Linked DNA regions of Macaca mulatta: region 2 is linked to region 1. Evidence: chromatin contacts called from public Hi-C data. All regions are on one chromosome and are shown on one strand. Each heading gives the region's core, a stretch centred on a gene start, on an enhancer-like site or on the middle of the called end of the contact. The rest is flanking DNA. Distances are from core to core; before and after follow the strand shown. Region 1 has its middle 64 kb from the start of MIR183. Region 2 has its middle 42 kb from the start of ZC3HC1.

Evidence for each region. A called contact is a pair of places that touch in the nucleus more often than the background predicts.
Region 2: a contact with region 1 is called in a Hi-C map of fibroblasts, with 4 times the contacts expected there. The contact joins two enhancer-like sites. A contact is called at or near these places in 5 of 14 Hi-C or Micro-C datasets (blood, fetal cortex germinal zone, fetal cortical plate and 2 more).

What each region holds. Positions count from the first base shown.
Region 1 is chr3:169,502,317-169,507,188 of T2T-MMU8v2.0, reverse strand. It overlaps a transcript of UBE2H not described here. Among named protein-coding and RNA genes, the nearest start is that of MIR183, 64 kb to the right of the region's middle. Within about 2 kb of position 2,553, at least 13 of the 40 cell types and tissues checked have an H3K27ac peak or open chromatin away from gene starts, as enhancers often do.
Region 2 is chr3:169,688,390-169,693,729 of T2T-MMU8v2.0, reverse strand. No RefSeq gene overlaps it. Among named protein-coding and RNA genes, the nearest start is that of ZC3HC1, 42 kb to the left of the region's middle. Within about 2 kb of position 3,084, at least 5 of the 40 cell types and tissues checked have an H3K27ac peak or open chromatin away from gene starts, as enhancers often do.

The DNA.
Region 1 (4,872 bases), core at 1,304-3,803:
TGCTTTTGATCTTGTCAAAAAACCGAGTAGACCCCAGTTTCGGGAAGGTGTGTGAGCAGTGTCATGGCTCTGCCCCTTACCTAATCCCACATCTCTCTAATGATAAGACATTGGCTTGCCTCTGACCAGAGCCCCAGCACCAGAGAGCGGAAGGTGCAGAATTGTCAAATGACCTGCTGGGGGAGGTTGTAGGAGTTAAGCAGATTTGAGTGTGGCCGCAGAGTGTGTGTGTGTGTGTGTATATGTGTGCACACGTGCGAAGAGAGTGTGAGCGAGAGAGTGTCCATCTAAGTCTGTATGATGAAGGTGGGATAAGGCTCCTCTCTTAGCGCTGGAAGCTCCTGTAATTGCCGCATAGATCCCACTATGCCCTCTTGCTCTGTGCAAGTCTGTCCTGTCCGGGCACTAACCTTGGTCCCATGCATGTTTACATTCTGGGTGGGGCTTCGCCTCTCCGCTGGGAAACTGACTTTTGCTGGGTTGAACAGAGTCTCTTCTTATGCTTTTTGTCCCTTCCCTGCGCCTGGGAGAGGTGTGAGTAGGAACCCAAAACATACAGGTACAGAAAGATCTGGAAGAAGGCCTGGCAGTGAATCTGAGGACTCTGGGCCCCCTACAATAGATGGTAGCGTAAGTCTGGAGCAGGGGTGTTTCACCACCAGATGCCTTTCCAGGCTGCCCTTCCAACACTCAGAAGAGCATCCAGATCCCTGGGCAGAGGCTGTACATTCTTGGCTTTAGAGGTGGTGGCAGCGGCAGCAGGTCAGAGCCACTTCTGGCGGTTTCCCTCCCCTTTTTAGTGCTTTAGTGCCCATAGTTTTTGGATCCTCATGTTTTACCAGCGCAAGCCATTCTTCGCCCCTGTTCGCATAACTGAGCTCAAGCTCTTGCCAAACACCAACAAGCAAGATGGTTGCAACCTGGCAACATTGAATCCACCGCCCTTAGGCTCCCTCTGGAAGCCCCAGCACCGGGGGCTTATGGGCACAGGGTCAGTGGTGGCCATCCTGGACACTGGCATTTGGCTTTGTCTTCAATCTCATCGCCCTCCTTGAGGTTACTGTGCAGTTTCAACCAGCATTTTATACTAGTGAGGTCATTATCAGGAGTTGCCATATCATCTCTCCAGTACCTAACATTTCTCATCCTCTTCAAAAGCTGTTCTGACTGCCAGCTGGCTGATCTAAGCTCCTGAGGAATGTCTCCTCTCAAAGGCATTTTTCCCTCCAAAGGCCCCCAGAAGTCCTAGTTGGCATTGGCCTGGCACGTGCTTTATATTAGGCCTCCCGTTGGGATGGCTGAGAATCATGAAAGACAGATCCTCCGCTAGGCTCAATGGGTCATTTCTAGACACCAAGTCTCTGGGAACTAGTGTTTGATTTTAAATGGCATATGGCCCTTCTTGTTTCAGTGACTTAGAAAAGTAAAAGCCACTTAACAAAAGTTAGCAAGATTTTTTATCGACTTCCCACCTGGGCTCCTAGCCTTGTTGAATGAAATCAAATATCTCTGATTGGGCGCAACGAACTGCATTTCTTTGGACTTCCGAATCCATGTTTATGCTTTCTCTGGCTCCTTAACACCTCGGCGATTCCGTTAGGGATGGGATGAGTGGGAGGAAGCCCTTTGAGAAGGGGGAATCGGCCCTCTGGTGCGCAGGTTTTCCACTCATCTGAGGAAGGGCCAGGGCTCTGAACTTAGCCAAACACTCATCTTGGCTGTGGGCTTGGGAAGAAATGGCCATTATTTATGGATTGTATTTGGTACATATTGTGTGATACTTGAAAAGATAAAAGGGACTGCCAGCCCGTAACTGAAATCTGAAGCTTCTTATCGCTTATTTTTCCTTGCCCTGTCTCCTCCCTTCCACCTTTCTTCTTGCATTGTGATGATCTAGTAGGCATGTCTGTCAACAGGACACATGCCTCCTCTGACTATAACCTCTTAATAGTTGTGTATAATGAAAACTGTAAACTTTTTTAAATAAACGTGTATATACCTTGGCAAATGGCTGGACCTTGATCAATAAGATAATAGCCCTCATGATTACTGATAGCCCTCATGATTACTGTCAGCTGGTTTTCTAAAATACCCTCTCTGTTCTGGCTCCTTTGAGTAGCAGACGCTGGCTTCTTCTGGCTAAGCAGCTCTTGGAATGCAGGTGACTAAATTAGTTTGGGAAGGGAGTGGCACCCTTAGGCAGTGATAACCTAGAGGCTCTGCCCAGAGGCCTGTCCTTGAACCTGGAACTCAGATGCAAGACTGCTGGCTATGAACGGGGCTGTGAGGCTCCTCCACTAGAGCCTTGTAAAGCCCGAAGGTCCCTATCTACCCCTATGCCTAAACCTTCTAAGCCCTGTCAACTCACACCCAGTGAGGATACTCCGAGGCCTGGAGTTCACGGACAGTGCAGCTTCCTGCCAGGGCTGATCTGCCTAAACAGGTGGTCCTCTGCCAAGTGCTACGCCTCCTGGGAGATGAGGACGGTGGGTTTTGCATGGGAAAACGCTTATCGCTGGATTAGACCAGCATTTCGATTGCTTTCTAAAGCGTTTGCTCTCGGTTACCACCAGATGGCGATACTGCTCAGTCTAATGGAGACGGTTTTGTTAGCAGGACCTTAAGACAAAGGAAATACTTTTGCTTTGTTCGTGTGTTCTCATTCCATCTCTTTTCCACTGTTTTCTCCTTGTTCATTCCCCTAAACTCCTTTTTCTCCTTCCCTACATCCTGATGCATACTCCTCAGTTGGCCCGGCTTCATACCTACCTGCCAGATTGAATGAGGTGGGACTGCTGAGGAATGGTGTGCCAGTGCCTGCTCCCTCCCCACTGGCAGGGAACCCCCTAGCTACCCTGGATGCCTCCAGAGCCCAGAAGCAAAACGTTTAAGACCCTCTTTGTGGGTGGCACTCACGGGCCCTTTAGCCAAAGGACTGAACCACAGAGCCATGAGTTCAAGTCCCAGCCCTTCCATTAACCAGCTGTGCAACTTCAGGCCCCTCACTGGGCTTTCATGGACCTTGGGTACTAAGCTGTAAAGCAACATCCCTAGACTAATAGGTTCTGACTCTGCCACCCTGTGACTCAACTCCACCCAGGCCGCAAAACAGTGCCCCGTCACAAGATAGAGTAACAGAGAGGATGCTAGATATTAACCACGAAACACCAAGGTTTGAACACAGGTTTAGAGTTTTTAGGCCAAAGAGCTTTGGGGTGTAGAGCAGTTTCCATCCTAAACGGGACTTAAGAGGTACATAGGCCATGTGAACAGTCATTCCATTGATCTCACGTAAGGCAGCTGCTTTTAACCCCCCCCTACTTTCCCCCCACCAAGGAGAAGTCTCAGTGCAGTTGCTGGCACTTGGGTCTCCCAACCGCCCCCCTCCGCCAACCCTGGGAATCCCACCCAGCACCACTCACCCTCGGCCTCAGTCTAGCTGCTTCCCAAGTGGCAGGTGGCTTGTCACTACTTGCCTGAGTCATCGTTCCTTTCCTGGGAAGGGGACCGGGGTTTCTGAGGCACATTGTCCTGGAAAAGAAAGCTGGTGGGCTCTGAGCCTCAAAACTTTCTTGCTGGCTCTGAAGGCTGCTCTGTCCCCCTGGGAATGAGTGCCTGTGACACTGGATCTGGGGGTGTCCCGCTCCCCACCCAGAACCAAGACAAAGGATTTTTCTGACTCCCACAATCCCTGGAGCTGCAGAGGCCTTGTAGCCTCCTGGCAGGCTGAAGCAGCCCTATTTGTAAGTGGCATCTCAGGGACTCACCCCCCGCTGAGCCCCAGACAGTGCAACTTGGGCCCAAGCCTGCTGTCTTGGGCCTCAGGGTGTACTGTGTGTGTGCCCCCAACTTCTTGGAACTGAAGAGTTATCCTGACCAGGGATTTAATGTTAGAAGATAAAAGATAGGAGCATTTCCCTCTGTGTGTGTGTGGCACACGTGTGCCTGTGCGCGTGTATGTGTACCTACGTAGTGAAGGGTGTTTATTTTCGGAAAAAGGGCACTTCTGAAGACCTGAGCTCCTCAGAGCTCTTTGGGGCTCAAGACTTGGCTCCCAGGACCTGGTGTCAAGGGGTCAGAGGTGGCAACAATGGACTTAGACTCCCTAAGAGAAAACTACACCCTTCTGGCTGTGCCTGTAGGTGACAGTGAACCTAGAATGGGGTGCTGGACACCAGGTGCAGCTGGCATTCAGGCCTCCCTCAGCTTCCTCTCCTGGGGTCCTGGCCGCCAAGGCTGGCCAGCGCGCAGCAAGAGGCTCCTTGGAGAAGCTTCCGCCTCTTTGTGGGCAGCCTCGCCTCCACTTTCTCCACTCCTCAGTTCTGTAAGCAGCCCTTCAGGACCTGCCGCACTCCACTCGTGTGTGTTCACACGCACAGGACAAGGCTTTTAAAGATGCATTTTTTTCTTTTTCTTTCTTTTTTTTTTTTTTTGGAAACACGATCCCACTCTTGCCCAGGCTGGAGTGCAGCGGCATAATCATGGTTCACTGCAGCCTCAACTGATCCTCCCACTTCAGCCTCCTGAGTAGCTGGGACTACAGTCACATGCCACCACGTCCAGCTAATGTTTGTATTTTTTGTACAGATGGGGTTGTGCCATGTTGCCCATGGCTGGTCTTGCACTTCTAGGCTCAAGCGATCTGCCCACCTTGGCCTCCCAAAGTACTGGGATTAAATTTTAAAACGAGTGTAAATTGTTCTGAAAAACAACTTTGTTTTGTAGGACTACGTGTCACTTTAAATGTTGAAAACGTAGCGTCCAAATTGAGATGTGCTTTGTGAAATACTCCCTGGATTTCAGAGTTAACACAAAAGTAAGAATGTTCTAATGAGCCACTGCGCCCGTCTAAACGATGCATTTCTGCCAATT
Region 2 (5,340 bases), core at 1,835-4,334, 190 kb before region 1:
GGGATACTAGTGCCCAGAACAGTCTTTCCCTTGGCTCCTTTTTGATTTCAGCCAACTTTAATAGACTTAACAGGTGGAGCATTCTCTTTGGGGCTTTCCTCACTTACACTCTTCTGGTTGTGGGTGCCTGAGAGCCCCTTCTGAATCCCTTCCATCCTATTCCATCTTAGCAACAAAAACAGCTGCACACACAGCTTGACCATCGACAAAAGTACAAACTCAGTTTTCCTTTCTATGTTTAGTTTTATTTCTATTCTAGGTTTTCTTTGGCTTTATCCAGCTGCCATCTTGGTCAGTTGGCCCATGCCCTCAGAAGTGAATGCTGCATTTAAACCCTTTAATTAGAGACCATTCATTCCATCTGTATCCCATACTCTCTTTTCTCGTTGCTCCTTGGCTACAGCTGTGGTGGTTATTGTTTTTCTTGCCACAGTGCCTCTCTAGTTGGACTGACTGTTGTGTGGCTGAAGCCAATTATGAAGAGAGGGAAACAGGAACATACAAAGGCCTCTGTGTAGGACAGGTAGGTCATGGAGATTTGGTCACGTATCCACAGATTATCCAACGAGTCAGATAATTACAACAACATACTCTTCAGCTTTCTGTACTCACTTCTTTCTATTAGCCACCTATTGATATCCCAGTAAGCAGATATGGAGGAAAATTGTTTCCTGTAATGGGTCAGTAACAGCCCTCAAAGGGATGGTAGTAGGAACAGAAAATGTGAAGCCTGGAAGGGAATCAAGATTCACCTCCAAGTTCTTCATAGTTCTCATGGGGAAGCCATGATCACAGAGACAAGAAAATCCTTTTTAGCCTCTGTGTCCATTTCTTGGCCAGTCTTGTCCAACCTAACTAGAACCAGTGCAGAAGAAGGAAAGGCACAAAGAATACCTGGACGGCACAGCGGGTTTTGAGCCAATCAGAAGTGATAGCAAAGCCAGGCACAGTGGCTCACGCCTGTAGTCTCAGCACTCTGGGAGGCCGAGGCAGGCGGATCACTTGAGGTCAGGAGTTCAAGACCAGCCTGGCCAACGTGATGAAACCCCATTCCTACTAAAAATACAAAAATTAGCTGGGTTGGCCGGGCGCGGTGGCTCAAGCCTATAATCCCAGCACTTTGGGAGGCCGAGACGGGCGGATCACTAGGTCAGGAGATCGAGACCATCCTGGCTAACACGGTGAAACCCCGTCTCTACTAAAAAATACAAAAAACGCCGGGTGCGGTGGCTCAAGCCTGTAATCCCAGCACTTTGGGAGGCCGAGACGGGTGGATCACTAGGTCAGGAGATCGAGACCATCCTGGCTAACACGGTGAAACCCCGTCTCTACTAAAAAATACAAAAAACTAGCCGGGCGAGGTGGCGGGCGCCTGTAGTCCCAGCTACTCAGGAGGCTGAGACAGGAGAATGGCCCGAACCCGGGAGGTGGAGCTTGCAGTGAGCTGAGATCCGGCCACTGCACTCCAGCCTGGGCGACAGAGCGAGACTCCGTCTCAAAAAAAAAAAAAAAAAAAAAAAATTAGCTGGGCACGGTGATGGGTGCCTGGAGTTCCAGCTACTCGGGAAGCTGAGGCAGGAGAATCACTTGAATCCAGGAGGCGAAGGTTCCGGTGAGCCGAGATCGCACCACTGCACTTCAGCCTGGGCGACAGAATGAGGCTGTATCTCAAAAAAAAAAAAAAAAGGGGGATAGCAAAACCAAGACTGCAGCTGGAGTCTACCTCCTACTGAGAAGCGGGGAATCAGTCTTCAGAAGAACCTCTGAAACTTGATTTTACTACTACTGCAAATAGCTATCTCTTTTAAGTACAGATTGTTTGCCAAGCACTGGTCTAAGCATTTTATCTTATTTAAGCCTCATAGCAGTCCTATGAGGTAGGTATAATTACTGTTCCATTTTTACAAATGAGGAAACAAAAGCATAAGTTAATTACTTTGTTCAGGATCACACAGCCCAGTAAGTGAGGGCCGGGATTCAAACTCAGTCCATCAGCCTCCAAGGCAGACCCCACGGCCTGCCTCTAACCAAAGACATGCATGACGATGTTTAATACCATTGTTACTTGGATTTTTTTTGTTTGTTTTTGTTTTTGTTTTGAGACAGTCTTGCTCTGTTGCCCAGGCTAGAGTGCAATACTGCAATCTCGGCTCACTGCAACCTCTGCCTCCCGGGTTCAAGTGATTCTGCCTCAGCCTCCCTAGTAGCTGGAACTACAGGCACCCGCCATCACGCCCGGCTAATTTTTTATTTTTATTTATGTATTATTTATTTGAGACAGGGTCTCACTCTGTCACCTAGGCTGGAGTACAGTGGCAGGATCTCGGCTCACTGCAACCTCCACCTCCCAGGCTCAAGCCATTCTCCTCCCTCAGCCTCCTGAGTAGCTGGGATTACACGCATGTGCCACTACCGCCTGGCTAATTTTTGTGTTTTTAGTAGAGACGGGGTTTCACCATGTTGGCCAGGCTGGTCTTGAACTCCTGACCTCAAGGATCCACCCGCCTCGACCTCCCAAAGTGCTGGGATTACAGCGGTGAGCCACCACGCCCAGCCTGAGGCCTTTCTTCTGTAGATCCAGAGAAACTAGATGTCAAGGGAAATGCAATTTATCAAATACTAAGTGATAAGAAAATCTCCCCTCCTAAGGATCATGCCATCTCCCAAGTCTCCAAGAGCTGGGGCAAGACACTGTAGCCGACTTGAGAATCAAGTTCAGGTATGAGGCCAGGCGTGGTGGCTTACGCCTATAATCCCAGCACTTTGGGAGGCCAACACAGGCAGATCATTTGAGCCCAGGAGTTCAAGACCAGAGTAGATAACATAGGGAAACCCCGTCTCTACCAAAAAAAAATTAGCCAGGTGTGGTGGTGTCCCAGCTACTCAGGAGGCTGAAGTGGGAGGATCACTTAAGCCTAGGAAGTCAAAACTGCAGTGAGCTGTGATCACACCAGTGCCCTCCAGCCTGGGCGACAGAGCAAGACCCTGTCTCAGGAAAAAAAACAAGTTCAAGAATGTGACCTCAGTGCCAGGCAGGAATGCTAGCAGTACCCACCAAGACCACTAGATGGCCCCCGTGTTCCACATCTGGCTTACCTTGATGGAATTGCCAACACAAGACATCATCATTCTTACTTTGTCCTTATTTTGTTACAGGGTCTCTCCACTAACCCCACTTAAGCTCTACCAAATGCAGTGATGGAAACAGAAAGAGACTGAAAGCATTGGGACAGTCAGCAGAGAGAGAGAGAAATGAGAATGGGTATTTATTGAGGAGACAGAGAAGGAAAAAGTCCTCTAAATTTAAGGTCAGAGTTGGGGCCTTGCATCCAGGAATAGTGGCTCGAGTAGCAAGGATAAGAATCAGATTGAATGGGAAGTCAACCGAAAGGGAAATCCAGGGGACTGTGAGCCATTGGCAGCCACACTGGGACACACGCAGGCCTCCCCAGGTGTCATCCTTTGGCTGATCTCAGCACCCGCACTCAGGGCTGGGCCACCCCAGGGCCAACCTGCACAGTTAGGCAAGCCACTAATGAAGCATGATGATACACTCACAGGGGCATGAGCGGTGTCTCATCACAGCCAGGGCGCCGCCCAGACCCACCAGATGACCCTTTTCTTGCGAGGATTCCCAAGTCTGTGACTAATGCTAATTAACCCTGACTCACTGTAGCACTGAGCACACAGAGGTCATTATCTCCACTGGAAGGAGTGGGGAAACTGAGGTGTGGAGTGGGGAAGCAGCTTTGCTCCATCAGTGTCACCAGGTCAGGAGTTGATCCCTGCCCTTCTCAAAAGCCCGTGAGGCTGTCCTTGGTAATCAGGAGTAGACACTTCCGGCGGGGCTAAGGGTGGAGGGGATAGGGCCTTTCCCCACTGCTGTTTCCATGTGAGTCAGAGTCACAGAGCTGGAAGCAGAGTTGCAGACTACTTGGTCTCATCCCTGAGGAATCTGAAAGCCAGAGTGGGGAGTGAAGGCTAAGATCACACAGCAGGTTGTGGCTGCGCCACGCCTAGAATCCTGAGGCTTCTTGCTGAGTCCCCTTGCACTACAGTCATGACGACAGAGCAGGAGAGAGGGAGTACCCTGTGAGAGTCAGGAGCACCAGCTCACTAGCCAGGAGTGGTGGCATGTGCCTATAGTCCCATTATACTAGGGAGGCTGAAGTGGGAGGATCGCTTGAGCCCAGGAGTTCCAGACTGCAGTGAGCTGTGATTGCACCACTGCACTCCAGTCTGGGTGACAGAGCAAGACACCTTGTTTATAAAAAAGAAAAATAAAGGGGGAAAAAAAATGCACCAGCTCTAGGTCAGGTAGCTTGGCAGGTAGATCTAGCAGGCTGTAGGTTCGATAGCCTGAGTTCAGATCCTGGATTCACTGGTCACCGGCTGTGTGTTTCTGAGCCTGTGACAACCTCAGCTTCCTCATCTGTAAAATAGGGATAATACTAGCAGCTGTGTCACAGGAATGTTTCGAGAATTCATTGACATATGTGAAGTGCTTAGAGCGGGGCCTGGCACATGAGAAGTGCTCAGGAAACATTAGCTGTTTGTTTAAGCTGGCTGTTTGTTAAGCCCAGTCACCTCTCTGGCCGCGTGTCTCCAGTTTACCTGGTCTTTTGGAACTCCTGAAGGAAGGGAGCACCAAAACTGTAGGTGTTGGGATCACGAGAAAGACACGTACCAGTATCTCCTCAGCAGATCGTCCGTGGTCTCAGTAGGGCCCTTTCAGCCCAGCGGCCTCCATGCCACCATCAGACAGCACAGATGCTGGTGGATCAGCTCCAAGCCCAGCTTTAGAGGCATCGGGAAGCACCTTGGCAACAAGACATAAACCAAGATAACCACATTCCTGCCAGTCTCCATGGGCCCTGACTCCGGGCCTGGCAAGGTCACCCTCAGGAAGTGGTGGCACAATGATGACAGGAAAGCTAATGACAGGCATCACCGTGCTGGGCTGAGAATGCTGGCTTGTTTGTCCAGCACAGCTTACCTGAGTCACCCATTGTGGAGCCTGCAGCCACCTGGGCCTGGAGTTGGCCAGCGGGCTGCTTGGAGGCTAGAACACCTTCTGCAGGCTGGATCCGGCTAGGGCCGGCACTTTCTGCCTGTCCCCTCCTCAGAAAGCAGGTCCAGGCAGGTTAGCTCCATAGATCTGGCTCCAAACAGTGAAGAGCCTGGCAGGGCCTGACAGCAGTCCAGAGACACAGAGCCCCCTCTATGGGGAACACAATGTGAACTGAGGCCTCAGAGTGTTTGGAAAATCAGCTCCATGAATCAGAGATGGACCGGGCAGCAGCTTCCCCTTCTCCTCCATCCCACGCCACACCCGTAGCC